Regions from separate parts of the Sus scrofa genome. Here all the other regions are linked to region 2. The links are chromatin contacts, called in public HiChIP or PLAC-seq maps. All regions are on one chromosome and are shown on one strand. Each heading gives the region's core, a stretch centred on a gene start, on an enhancer-like site or on the middle of the called end of the contact. The rest is flanking DNA. Distances are from core to core; before and after follow the strand shown. Region 1 has its middle 290 kb from the start of RUNX1. Region 2 has its middle 410 kb from the start of SETD4. Region 3 has its middle 200 kb from the start of SETD4.

What was found. HiChIP or PLAC-seq counts read pairs in DNA pulled down with a chosen protein or histone mark.
Region 1: an H3K27ac HiChIP or PLAC-seq map of alveolar macrophages shows a contact between it and region 2. The contact joins two enhancer-like sites. A contact is called at or near these places in 1 of 47 Hi-C or Micro-C datasets (embryonic fibroblasts) and 1 of 2 datasets of contacts at active chromatin or transcription factors (alveolar macrophages).
Region 3: an H3K27ac HiChIP or PLAC-seq map of alveolar macrophages shows a contact between it and region 2, with 7 times the contacts expected there. The contact joins two enhancer-like sites. A contact is called at or near these places in 4 of 47 Hi-C or Micro-C datasets (embryonic fibroblasts, heart right ventricle and subcutaneous adipose tissue) and 1 of 2 datasets of contacts at active chromatin or transcription factors (alveolar macrophages).

Annotation. Positions count from the first base shown.
Region 1 is chr13:198,926,381-198,930,602 of Sscrofa11.1, reverse strand. No RefSeq gene overlaps it. Among named protein-coding and RNA genes, the nearest start is that of RUNX1, 290 kb to the right of the region's middle. Within about 2 kb of position 1,337, at least 3 of the 83 cell types and tissues checked have an H3K27ac peak or open chromatin away from gene starts, as enhancers often do. A contact at or near this core is called in alveolar macrophages, where this site is marked.
Region 2 is chr13:199,179,324-199,184,021 of Sscrofa11.1, reverse strand. No RefSeq gene overlaps it. Among named protein-coding and RNA genes, the nearest start is that of SETD4, 410 kb to the left of the region's middle. Within about 2 kb of position 1,306, at least 2 of the 83 cell types and tissues checked have an H3K27ac peak or open chromatin away from gene starts, as enhancers often do. A contact at or near this core is called in alveolar macrophages, where this site is marked.
Region 3 is chr13:199,387,193-199,391,968 of Sscrofa11.1, reverse strand. No RefSeq gene overlaps it. Among named protein-coding and RNA genes, the nearest start is that of SETD4, 200 kb to the left of the region's middle. Within about 2 kb of position 2,173, at least 5 of the 83 cell types and tissues checked have an H3K27ac peak or open chromatin away from gene starts, as enhancers often do. A contact at or near this core is called in alveolar macrophages, where this site is marked.

The DNA of each region.
Region 1 (4,222 bases), core at 88-2,587, 250 kb after region 2:
ATAGGGCTGCAATGAACATGCGGGTGCACATGTCTCTTTTAAGTAGAGTTTTGTCCGGATAGATGCCCAAGAGTGGGATTGCGGGGTCATATGGAAGTTCTATGTATAGATTTCTAAGGTATCTCCAAACTGTTCTCCATAGTGGCTGTACCAGTTTACATTCCCACCAACAGTGCAGGAGGGTTCCCTTTTCTCCACAGCCCCTCCAGCACTTGTTATTTGTGGATTTATTAATGATGGCCATTCTGACTGGTGTGAGGTGGTATCTCATGGTGGTTTTGATTTGCATTTCTCTTATAATCAGCGATGTTGAGCACTTTTTCATGTGTTTGTTGGCCATCTGTATATCTTCTTTGGAGAAATGTCTATTCAGGTCTTTTGCCCATTTTTCCATTGATTGGTTTTTTTGCTGTTGGGTTGTATAAGTTGTTTATATCAGACACATTTGTTTGATGTGATAATTAACTCCAGTTTGCACCTCTTCTCCTTCTGTTTTGCTTTAAAAGACAAATTTCAGCATTAGGAAATGACAGTGTTATAATGGAAGTCCTTATGAAAAGACAGTATGACCCCAGCCTCCTCAGTACAATCTCAACAGGCATATTATAAGGAAACAACAATATGCATCTTTGGAGTTACTGTATCTCTTTTATCTACAGGAAATTTACTTATTTATTTTCTTTTTGGCTGACCTCATGGCATGCAGAAGTTCCAGGGATGGGAATCAAACCTGTGCCACAGTAGCAACTTGTGCCACAGCAGCAACTTGAGCCACAGCAGTGACAACACCAGATCCTTAACCTGCAGAGCCACAGGGGAACTCCTCTACAGGAAATGATGCCCCATAAGTTCAAAGGATGGCAGAGGTTGTTGTGTGTTCACAAATTCCCAGTTCTTTATCTGTCTGCTGTAGTGCTACACCACATTTTGTCTTCTTCTTTGCAGTTGGGGGGTGTCATGTGATTGAGTTCTGGCCAATAAAATGCATACAGAATTAATGCATGGCACATCTATGTCTGGCCCTTAAAACTTGCCACCTAATTCTCCATGCTCTTTCTCTCTTCTCTTGTCCACTCACTAATGCCAGTAAGAGCCAGGAAAGGGCAGGCGTAGGAAAAAAGAAGCCTGAGTGGCAGCAAATCACTATTGGAAGAGACACAGCACCACCCAGAAGACTTGCATTTATCTGTGGCATGAGTGAGAAGTAGAATTTGATTTTGTTAAGTCACTGAAAATTTGAGGTTGGTTGTTATAGCAGACAGCCCACACAGAGCAATATCTGTGGCTGGCATGATAGCTCTTTATGTGGTGTGATCAAATAAGGAAGCTCTCGGATGTCCTCAAGGCCTGACGGCCATACAAATTTAAGGAACTGCATCAGTGTAGTTTACGGCGAGTCGGTCTTCTCATGGATGTTTCCCATGCAACTAATGCACTCCCTGCAGAGTGCCTATTGATTTCCAATACCCAAACTTCACAGAACACACATATTTTTCAATACGACATCCCCAAAGGGCAATACCACTACCAGTCTAGTGATGGAAAAAAAAAACCTGACAAAGCCAAATGAAGGGACCTCCTATAGCCTAGCTGACAATACTCCCCCAAATTGTCAAGGTCATCAAAAACAGGGTGAGTCTGAGAAACTGACATGGACAGCAGGAGCCCACAGAAGCATGACGACAGCATGGATTGTGGTATCCTAGGTGGGATCCTGGGGCAGAAAAAGGACATTAGGAAAACGCTAGAGACGTCTAAATAACACATCAACTTTGGTTTACAGTGAAGTTTCAATATCGGTTCATTTGTCGTGACAAACATGCATAGTAGTGTGGGATGTTAATAAGTGAGGAAACGGCATGGTGGAACAAAAACTATTTCAGCATTACGGTTTGTACATCTAAAACTGTCTCGTAATTAAAAAAAAAAAAACCCTACTAATTAAATAAAGTGAGGGTATCCGTTTCACAGAATACCTTACAGGAAAAATCTTGAATTACAAGAACAATTGGGTGAGAGTGGGTGTTGAAAGCACCTTTCAGGTCAAGGCCAGGTGTGTGTGCCTTGGGTGTTGTCCGCGCTGAGAGAGGCCAGCCTTGTACAAATAGCAGCTGTTGCTAACATCCTTGACCACTGCTCTGGCCATCAGGAAGCAAAGTGGCTGGCATGTATCATGTTAACCTGACGTTGATGAATACAAGTCAACAGAAGGTGGAAGGGCCTGAGGTTTGGAATGGGGACACACGGGGTCGCCTTGCACCGCGACGGTTCTTTGAAATTCATTCCCTCATAACTTCTTTGGAGCATGATTTCACTTTTCATCTGTTCTGTCTCAATTCAGGATTGGAAGTATAAATCCCTTAAAGGACTAAATGTATTTTATTCCTTTTGCCCTCTCCCCATCTTCCATAGCCCCTGGACACATGCCCACATGCTTGCTTATACACGCACGTGTGCATGCACGCACACACACACACATACACGCAGTACTTGGTCTGCCAACTTTTATAAACTCTGGGAGCATGGGCAAAAGTCATCACTATGGGGTAGACGGGGAGAGAAGCAGACATCACAGGCAGTGAGCATTGAGTCTTCTGCCCAGGGCAGAGCTTTTCATCTGATGGCTATCCAGGAGTTGGGGCAGGACACTTTGTGAAAACTCCGACACAGGACCAAGAAAGCAGGGAGTGATGCATTTTCTCTGGACTTATTATTTTTTTTCCTTAAACGTAAGTGAGCTCTCCAATTGTTGAAAGAGTTAATGTTTTATTTTTCCATCTGGTGATGAAAACATAACACCAGAGATACAGAAAGCCAGCTTTCAAAGGCAGATGCTGAAATAACAAAGTTGCTTTTAAAATGAGTACTTAAGAAAATGGCCGTTTTAAGTGGCATGGCACCAACATGGTTACGCCAGTATTTATTTTTCTGTGGAACGTGTGTGTATGTTGTGGGTTGTAAGAGGAACCCTGGCCAATCCTGGCCAGGCATAAAGGAATCATTTAGGGCTCTTCAAAATCATTAGGACTATTAGTCCTGACTTGAAATGAGTGAAATGCACAAACGCCTGCCAAGGAGGGAACAAGTTCTGCTACTTTTCAAAATCATCAAAGCGAGCTTCTCTGAAATATTTCAGAGCAGGGAGCCTTCCTGTGCAAAGGTCAGCAGCACAGACCTAGCCCACGTGCCAGGCTGTGGCTTCTGTTGGCCCCATGGCCATTCACACTGATGCATGAGAAGCTGTCATTGTGCACCCTCCTTGGGTCCAACAAGTGTCTTTCAGGAGGCAGAAGGTACACTTTCCTTTACCTGCAAGTAGAGGATATGAGCCTTCTCACAGCCACCCTCCTAAAGACATGGAGCCAGATCCCAGGATCATGACCTCAAGCCTTCCATTCCCCAAATTCACCACTTTTCACAGCACAACGAAGACCCTGCTTATTTCACTGATTGAGGTGTCTCAGGACACCTGCCTCATAAAAAACCATGTCTCAAAACAAATGATTGCATGTGGTTTGGAAGAAGACACTTGGATAGATGAAATGAGCTGAGTTTTTTTGTTTTTCCCCCACTAGGTGTACACACCCACATCGCTTGAATCACCTATATTTTATGTTTGGACAAAGCCCTTCACCTTGCAAGGTCCCAGACTTTATACTTTTTAAATGGAGGGATTGTCCTTGGCCAGAGGCTTTCAAACTGTGGGTTGTGATATCATTTTCATGGGTTGCAACCAGCCCTAAAACATGAATGGAATGGAATGGAATAGAACAGAAAGAATAGAGAGTTTCTGTTGGTTTTTTGTGGGTGGTCAATGTAAGTTCTGGTTTTAAGAAGTGTGTTGTTAAAAACACTTAATGCACGTAGACATGTGCCCACTATGTTACAGTGTAAAATGCACTGTGAATTTGGGACTCCACTGGCAGAGGTGATACTCTGATTTCTTTACTGTGGATCAAGCCTCTTTTTCAGTGTGCTGGCTACCCCGCTTGCCCTCCATCCTTCTTCACGCTGCTCCACGCTCTGGCAGGGGGTGAGCTCTGAGGATTGCCTCAGTGGCCTCTCTTGCTTCCTGGTCCCAGTTGGGTTCAGATAATAGGGAGCCCAGCAAGGAATGCTGGTAAAACAGACTGGTGAAGTCAGCCTATTTTTCCAGCTTGCATTTCAGGGGGGTCTCCACGAGGAAACACACCCTGTCCATCCTACTGTATCTTCAGATCCT
Region 2 (4,698 bases), core at 57-2,556:
TAGAAGTTTTAGGAGTCCCTGTTGTGGCTCAGGGGAAACAAATCTGACTAGTGTCCGTGAGGATGCAGGTTTGATCCCTGGCCTCGCTCAGTGGGTTAAGGATCCAGCATTGCTGTGAGCTGTGGGGTAGGTCGCAGACACTGCTCGGATCTGGCATGGCCGTGACTGAGGCTGTCTGTGGCTGTGGCCGGTAGCTACAGCTCTGATTCTAACTTAAGCTTGGGAACCTCCATATGCCATGGGTGTGGCCCTAAAAGACCAAAAAAAAAAAAAAAAAAAGAAGTTTCAGTACCTTTTTTGTCTTTTTAGGGCCACACCCGCAGCACATGGAAGATCCTAGGCTCAGGGTCTAATTAGAGCTGTAGCCACTGGCCTACACCACAGCCACAGCAATGGGGATCCGAGTCGAATCTGCATCTTACACCACATCTCATAGCAATGCCGGATTCTTAACCTACTGAGTGTGGCCAGGGATCAAACCCCCGTCCTCATGGATACTAATCATATTCCTTACTGCTGAGCCACAACGGGAACCCCTCAGTACATTTTAAGGCTGGGGCAAGTTTCGCTTTTGTTTTACACATCTCTGTAGTGGTTAAATTATTATAACAATCACATATTAATATTAAAAATTTAAATATAAAATGCAATAAACCTTGTAATTAAGGTTGGTAGGTAAGCAGTAATTTTATATTATAAAATTAAATATTTTAATTATTTTTGATTTATAATTCAAATATAAAATATATTATTTATATTTTAAATATAAAATTAAGTAATGGAAGTGAATTTGAAAGTGAAGGAGATCAAAACATATCCACCTGAAATATGCTGCTTTGGGATATTGATTAGTCTGAACTGTAAATAACTGAGCAACAGCTCTCCACTCTCACCCTTTCTGCCTAAAATCAAGACAGAAATTTCCCACGAGAAAGATATCTCTTGATACCAGAAAGAAGAGAACATTCTTATCCTGGGAGATGGGGGTAGGGTTTGATGCCAAGATGAATGGACTCATCAGAAGCACAAACCTTACTAAAATAACCATCATTGTCCATTAGTTTCCCTCATGTATTTCCTATCCACTTTCCTGCAGTGGATCACACCTAAAAACTCAAATCCCTTTCCTTTGTCTTGTCACTTCTCCACAAATTTATCATCTTTTGTTAAGGCCGTATGTAAGCTCCTGAGTCTTGCCAGTTCTTTGGAGTTTTCACTTTCCACCTATGAAGCCCTCTGTGTCCCATAAAACATGTTAACATCGGAGTTCCTTTGTGGCTCAGTGGACTAAGAATCCAGTGTTGTAACTGCAGCAGTTGGGTCATTACTGTGGCGCAAGTTCAATCCCTGGCCCGGGAACTTCCACATACCACAGATGCAGCCAAAAAGAAAAAAAGAAGATATTCATATCATATGAACCTTGTGCACTTTACTTACATGACTCTATCCGTTGTTAGTTTGAGTACCCCAATAAAAAGATCTAAGAGGGTAGAAGAAAAGATTTCTCCTATAAAAACAAAGAACCAAGTCACTAATTGTTCTTCTAGGTGACTTAGAGAGTGAGGACCATATACAGAATAGGTTACTCATTTAGTCACTGAACAAACTCAAATTTCAACTTCAGAATAAATAAAAATTAATTTTTATTTGACTTACTATATCATTTGGGATGCATTTGGAGAAATAGGAAACATACTAACAGAGTTTTAAATCAAAAGGACACTTATTTACATTGCAAAAACTGCAAGTAGGTGCTGGTCCCAGGCACAGCAATGACTTCAACTCCTAAACTTTTCTTTCTCTTTCATTTGAGCAATGCCCCCCAACACACTCCTGTTCACAAGACGGCTGCTGCTGCTCCAACCACTGTGTCCTCACACATCTGTGTGCAGCCAGCAGGAGGAGCTGGTGCCAAAGGGCTTTCTTTTCTGCATGTCCTATTTGTCAGGGAGGAAAAAGTCTTTTCTGTAAATCCAGAAGAGATTTCTTACATCTCTTTGGTCAGAGTAAGGTCAAATGGCAACCACTAATCACTGGCTAAATCAATTGGGATTGTCACCATTCAGTTATACCAACTAAATCATCCAGATTAACACATTGCTGCCTGAACAAAATCAGACTCTATAGACTAGGAAGACATTTCCAATGTTTGTGTAGATCAATAATTACAGGTTGTTTCAATAATGCCCTGTGCAATCAATGCTTAGGGTGTGGACATTTTATCCTGAGGTAAAGAAGGGAAAAAAGGTAAGTTCTGGCTTAAATCACACCAGCTTTGCATCTTTGAGCAAGTGACTAATTTCTTGAGGGTCAATTTCCTTATCTGTAAAGTGGGAATAATAATAATCCCTGACTTGTAGGAGCTGGGAAGGAATAACAGAAATAGTGCAATGGAAAACCCTGGGCATAGTGTCTGGCATGTGATCTGTGCTTAATAAACAACAGGTGGCAGAAAGAGGAGACTGGGCTTAAACCACAGCTTGTGTCAACAAGTCAGTTTGTACATTCCTATAGATGTTCCCTTTAGAGACGTAGAGAGTATGTACTTGAAGTCGTCATGGGGTTGCTGTGAGGAGTAAATGAGGTTCAGGTAAGCCCATGGTTGATGCCCAGTGAGTTCTACTTGGGGAATCAGGAGTCCAGTTGGGAATCAGGCGACTAACCTTGTCTGACAGGTGAATGTGGTAATGACAATGCCTAGAATGGGCACGCCCCCTTATGCAAATGGGTGGGTCTGCGCTTACCTGTCTGTGTGCTGTTCCGTGAGCATTTTTAGGAAATGGGTGAAGGTCTGGCCTTGCAGGCTGGGATCTGTGAAGGGAAGACTTAACCCAGAGGACTGCAGGTAGAGGATGAATCTGGGAAGCCTCCAAAGCCCCAGGTGCTTTCTTCACAAGATTTTGCAATTTTATTCTGGATTTTTGGATGTTTCCTTTTTTTGTTTTTAAAAATTATTATTATTATTTTTTACAGCTGCACCTGTGACATATCAAAGTGCCCAGGCTAGGGGTCAAATTGGAGATGCAGATGAGGCCTATGCCAGAGCCACAGCAACATGGGATCCAAGCTGCATCTGTGACCTACATTGCAGCTTGTGGCAATGCCAGATCCTTAACCCACTGAGATAAGCTAGGGATTGAACCCATGTCCTCAAGGAAACTATGTCTTGTCCTTAACCAGCTGAGTTAAGCCACAGTGGGAACTCCAGCTTTTTGCTTTTTTATGCTTTGGCCTCTGACATCACTAAGCAGGCAAATCCTTAGTAAACTGTACAAGGACTTGGACCTTTGTGATTTTATGCTACAGCTTTATCCATTAGGAAATACGCTGATAAATGAAAGTGGTTCTGTGCCTTTGCCCACTGCTTCTCAGTATGCAAAAGCTCTTCACCGACACTGGAACACTTGATCCCATACAAAAAAGTAGGGTCTTTTTCTCCCTTTCTAAAAATGGAGAAAATACTACCTCATAGAGGTTAAACAATTTAGTCAAAATTATCTATGTAGTATTTTATTAGGAGTTGGAATTAAAAATCTGATCTTAGGGAGTTCCCGTCATGGCTCAGCGGAAACAATCCAGCTAGGAACCATGAGGTTGTGGGTTCTATCCCTGGCCTTGCTCAGTGGGTTAAGGATCCGGCGTTGCCGTGAGCTGTGGTGTAGGTCTCAGATACGGCTCAGATCTGGTGTTGCTGTGGCTGTGGTGTGGGCTGGCAGCTACAGCTCCAATTGGACCCCTAGCCTGGGAACCTCCATATGCCATGGGTGCAGCTCGGAAAAAAAAAAAAAAAAGACCAAAACTAAAAATCAAAATCTGATCTGATGGCCCTAATATCCTTGGGAGGCAGAGCTTTGACTCTTACAAACCAGGAACATCCTTTTTCTTTCTTTTTTTTTTTTTGTTTTTGTTTTCTTTTAGGTTTCTATAAATTCATAATTTTTCTCTGTTATACATAACCACAGAATGAAAATAAATGCCATCTGACCTGCTAGGTCACACAGGGAACTCTACTCAATATTCTGTATTAACCTGTAAGGGAAAAGAATCTGAAAAAAATGGATATGTCTATGTATAACTGAATCACTTTATTGTACAGCAGAACATTGTAAGTCAACTCTGCTTCAATAAAACTTAAAAAAGAAAAGAAAGAAAACCCCATCCACATCACAGCGTTATCTTGGCTCCCAATATAGAGGGAAAAATATGTGCACATCTTTCAACAGTGTAACCCATCATTGGATGGCGTGGAGACTTTCCCATGTAGGAGATTCTGAAGCCTGAGAGTTAAACGCCAAAGTTGACTCTTACCACCTTTGTGAATCAAATGGATATTTAGTTTCACAATTAATAAATGGCAGAGGGATTAAACTTTGATTTCTATTTGTTTTGTATTTACGTCCTCCAGAATCTCCTAAGGATGACTCTAGGCTATGTTTTTGGGAATCTGGGGAACCACACACCACCTGTTTCTCAAGACCCCATTTAGTGGAGGCTGCTGAGATGCAGGTCTAAACACAGCCCCCCATCATCTGAGGCCTGCCCTCTGGGGATGTGGTCCCTCTTTTTAGTCGGAGTTGGTAGATGGCATACAATGCCTAATGCCCCCACAAATTGCTTAGCGTGTGCTACTCAACTAGAGGTAGCTGGACTTAGAGTCACCTTCCCAAGGCAGCCCTTTAGTCCCCATCCGGCTCAGAC
Region 3 (4,776 bases), core at 924-3,423, 210 kb before region 2:
CACCACAGCCACAGCCACACTAGCAACACATCTGCGAACTACACCACAGTTCACGGCAACGCCACATCCTTAACCTACTGAGTGATACCAGGGATTGAACCTGCATCCTTATGGATTATAGTAGGGTTCATTTCTCCTGAGCCACAGTGGGAATCCTCTGTGGCTGTTATTGATTTCACTCATTTTGATTCTTTTCCCTCATTTTGATATCCTTGCCATATTTTAAAAACTTTTGATGAAGTCAAAGAATTCATCCTTCTGGAACTGGAATTCATTCATTTTGGAATTGGAAACCTGATTCTACTCAATTTTAACAACAATTTTTCTGTTGTCAGCGGATCTTGCTTAACTCAGAGCAATGACTCATCAAGCGGCCTTATCTATAGCCACTAGATGGCGCTCACATGCTATTGTAAAGGGATACTGAAGTTAAACTATTTGGAAAAACAATTTGTCTTCATTGAAGGTAAATACAGAATTAGCCTTACAACTGTACAGGCTTGGGGATTACAGATTTTTCTTGCCCCTTCACTTTTCTTGAGTGAATTTTCCACTAGACATCATGATTAAGCACAGGGACCCCAGAGTCAGGCTAAGTTCAAATACTGTCTCCATCATTTGCATCTAAATGACCCTGAGTAGGTCAGGTCACTTCAGTGTTCTCACCTACCAGATGGGTTAGTAATAACACATACCCCAGAGGGTGACATATATTAAAGCGCATAGTCTTACATGTGCTTGATTTTAAAAATTTATATATTTTTCTCCCCCCCCAGCTTTATGAGATATAATTGACATATAACACTCTAAGTTTAAGCTGTACAACACGATGATTTGATACACATATATGTTGCAAAATGATTACCACAATAGGACTAGTTGTGTGTTTGCAGTATTTGCTAATATTTTTTTTTTCTTCTTTGTGGCATTGCTGATCACTTAAACAAATGTTTTCCAAATACCAGTTCAAGGACTAGCAATAGCAGAATCACTTAAGGATCTTTCATAAAATATAGACGTATGAGCTCCTTCTCTGGGGCATTTATTTCAGTAATTTTGAGATGGGGGTTAGGGACTTACAGTCTTTAAAACTTTTCAACAGGTGGTTCTGATGCTTGTCTAGATTTTGGAGACAGTGACATAAACTACCCAGAGATGTTGCTGTCTATCCAAGTCCAGTCATGGTGTAAGGACCTCATGTTATCTGTACACTGGCCATTTCCAAGTCCCAGTTCCCTTTTAACATGGAGTACGCGCCATCCAAAGTGCTGACTTTGGGATGGTTTCCTCCAACCACTATCTTTTAAGGCCGCCCCCTCCAAGTGAGGCTGAACAGCAGCCACTGTTTGTTTGGCTTGTGCCTTTGGTATTCAGCTGACTCATGGATAAATCAAGCTTGGGCTTTCCCCTGCTCCATCAGCTGGTCATAACGGACCTCCCATGTGGCCATGGGTATGAGCTAAGGGGAGGCACTGATGCAGCAATGGTGAATACCATGGAGATCTGGGGTACCTGCTGGGATAACTTGTTTATGCCCTGATCTGGATGCACCACTTTCATCTTACAATAGATGGCTGTTGGGTATGTGGCTTCCTGGGTGTGACGGAACCCAGCTCATCATGGATGGTTGATTACCTCGTGTCCCCTGGTTGGGGACAGCAGCATGCGGGGTGCTCTTTATTCTAAAGCTATATTGTTATTAGATGTAGTGGACATGTTTGCTCCAGAACTCTTAAGTTTCGGAGTTGTGATTTTCCCAATTTGGATTGCCAAAAACTCCACACTGTGTTTCTTTTCCATCACTAGTACTACTAATGCCAGAGGGTCTGCTGGGCCATGAAGCTTAGGCCATAGGGCCATTTATGCTGTGGCAGGACTTTTGCAGAGATTTCCCTGTTTTGATGGCCATTCTATCCCTTGTTATATGGATACGAGCAATATTCCCAACTGTGAAACTAGTGTCCCTGAAACCTAAAGGCTATTGTGCTGCAGTTTTACTTTTTTTTTTTTTAAGAAGGGGTGAGATAATAATTTGTTATTTACTTTGGCTGAGATATCCTGAAATGCCTAGACCCTAGACCTTTAAAAAGTTTGCTGATGTGGCCTGTGATGGTTAGTTCCCATTTTATTTATGGCATGAGTCTGACTTGTGAAGGCTTTGAGTATCCTTGACACTTCTTGCTCATCAGGTCTGATTTACATGATGTCACCCCCAGCCTGATATCCTGCAAATGCCCAGCTTGTCCAGGGCTCCTCAGACTATATTATGACAGAGAGAAGAGAGTTAGCATAGCCCTGGGTCAACACTGCAAATGAATACCGTTGTCTGTTCTGAGCAAATGTGAACTGTTTCTGATCCTTCTTTTTGATAGGGATGAAAGGACAGAGTTCCCAGATCAAAGGCTGCACACCATGTACCTGAGCCTGTGTTTAAGAAAAAATAGACTATCTGGTAAGGAAGCTTCAGTGCCAGCTGTGGCTGCTGCTTGTTTAAGTCTGTAGGAGTCTGTCACCCTCCAGGACCGATGTGAGTTCTGCAGGGCCCAGACTGATTAATTCAATGGTGATATGATAACAGCCACACTCTGCATCCTGTAGGTACTTAAGGGTAGTTCTAAGCTTCAAAATCCAAACCTCCCCCTCTAACCCATCCAAGGATACGATATCGTTTTTGATTTACTCTCTTGGCTGGGGTAGGAGACAGTTTAGAAACTTCCCCCTTGAGCTTCCTCACTGTGATAGCTCTTATTTGTGTAAGCCTTGGCAACCATCAGTTTATCTGTTCCTAAACACTTGGGGACTGGGGGCATGATTCTTTCCCACCAGGAGCTCTGAGCTTTGTCCAAGCAGAGCTGCCAGGTTTGGTTGAGATCCCGTGGAACCCTGCTATTTTCATGAATAAGTCCTGTGCCTGATCCTTAGCTTTCTCTGCAATTTGAATACGAGGGCTGAGTCTCTTTAGGAGCTGGCAAGGAGGACTTCTGCCTTTCACACTTAGCATTTCATTGATGGTTAACATCCTCAGGCTTTTGCTGTCACCCTCCCAAACATCAAGAGACCTGGACAACAGCCATCCAATCTTACCTCTTCAGAATGGCTCTTTCCTGTTTGTATTTCTCAAACAGCCAGTGGAAATGCACGGGCCATGCATTTCCTGCCCCAGTTCTCTGCTGCTTTGAACCTCGAGCTGCGTGATAGAGATTCACTGCTAGCTGGGCAGTGGGTGGTCCAGTTCTGAAATTATATTAATTAGCCTTGCTTTCTGGAACCACTTCTGGCATCAGGGTGGGTTCCTGAAGCAGACGGTGAGGGGCACATCAGCATGGTGGACGTTGGTTAGGGGCACTCTGGTGATCCAACCAGGGAGGAAGCAGCAGGGGCCAGAGGAGAAATTGAACAATGTGGCTCTTATCCCATGGAAGCTGGCATCGTTTTCAGAATCCTGCTGAGTTGGAGCAGGAGGTCAGGCTGCCATGCTCCTGACTTGTCAGCCAGTCATTAGACTTCAGGTTTTGCAGGAAAAGGGTGTGATCTCATGCAAGGTGGTTCTCATCAGCCCAGGGCAGCATCTGCAGAGCAAGGACAGTCCTCCCAGCTCTGCAGAAATGCACCTTTCAGTCCCGAAGGGGATCCGAAAAATGCAGAGGGTGGCCATGCCAATCACTCCCCACTATTTGTTGTATTGGGCTCCCTTCGAGCCTCACATGGCAGCGCTGATCCCTTTTTCTGGTGGTTGGAGCGAATGCTGAAATCGTGCCACAGATTGGAGGCAGCCCTTGGACTGGGGGTACCATCATTAGAAGCTCTCTTCTCATTGTCTCCGGAATGTTAAGTCTTTTCCATGGAGACATGCTATCCTAGAAGGCTTAGGCCACACTTGGCCATCTCTATCTCTCAGACACCAATTCTCGGGGGTGAATTGGAGCCTCCACCTGCTGCTGGGCTGTCATCAAGCCAGAAGCGACACTGAGACAATCTAGCTGTCCTCTGCACATTGGGAGCTGATGAAGGTGAATCGGGGGAGCTGCAGACACAGACACAACGGGCTCATGCAGGTTTTGAACTGCACATCCCAGAGCCGACCACAACAAAAGCCCCAACGAGGAAAGGTCAGACCCATGAAGTGCTATTTGTTTTCACGGAAACTTCATCCCTCCCACTTAACACCCGTCTAACCAGAAACGGAATCAATTACCACGTGTCAGCCTGAAACCTGACCCAAGAAAGAAAAGAAGGACACAACCTCCCCTGGGGGGTGGCAGGCGGGCAGAGGGGGCTGGGGAGATAGAAGCCTCTGGGCGGGAAGCCATGAATGAACCACTCTCTCCTGTAATTAAGAGTGGAAGGCGCCGAGACCCTGCCCGCTTTCCTCTCTCCCTTGCGTATCCTTTGAGCCGGGATCAGTTTTACCGGTTGTACTACTGGGTGTTTCTTTCTCGAAAGGTGGTCAGCAAGCCTGTGAGGTTATTTGACTTTGGTTACATAATTGAAGATGCAGAACATTCTAGGCATTTATTCTTTTACTGAGTTCCAGAAGGGAGCATTCCTGGCAGATCATTTATTGGCCGCCATACCTATTTGAGCTGATTGAGTGGCTTTATTTCTCAGGCTTCTGTTAAATGTGGTGTCAGCTCACCCGAGAGTGTCCACTTAAGGTACCTTTGTGGCAGTCGCAAAAAGAGAGCTTGGTGAGGGGTTCTTTTCAGAAGTTCAGTGGATGTGTCCCATCCACTGGGGATGTCAGTGGATGTTAGTTTGGTGCTCTTTTGTCAACTC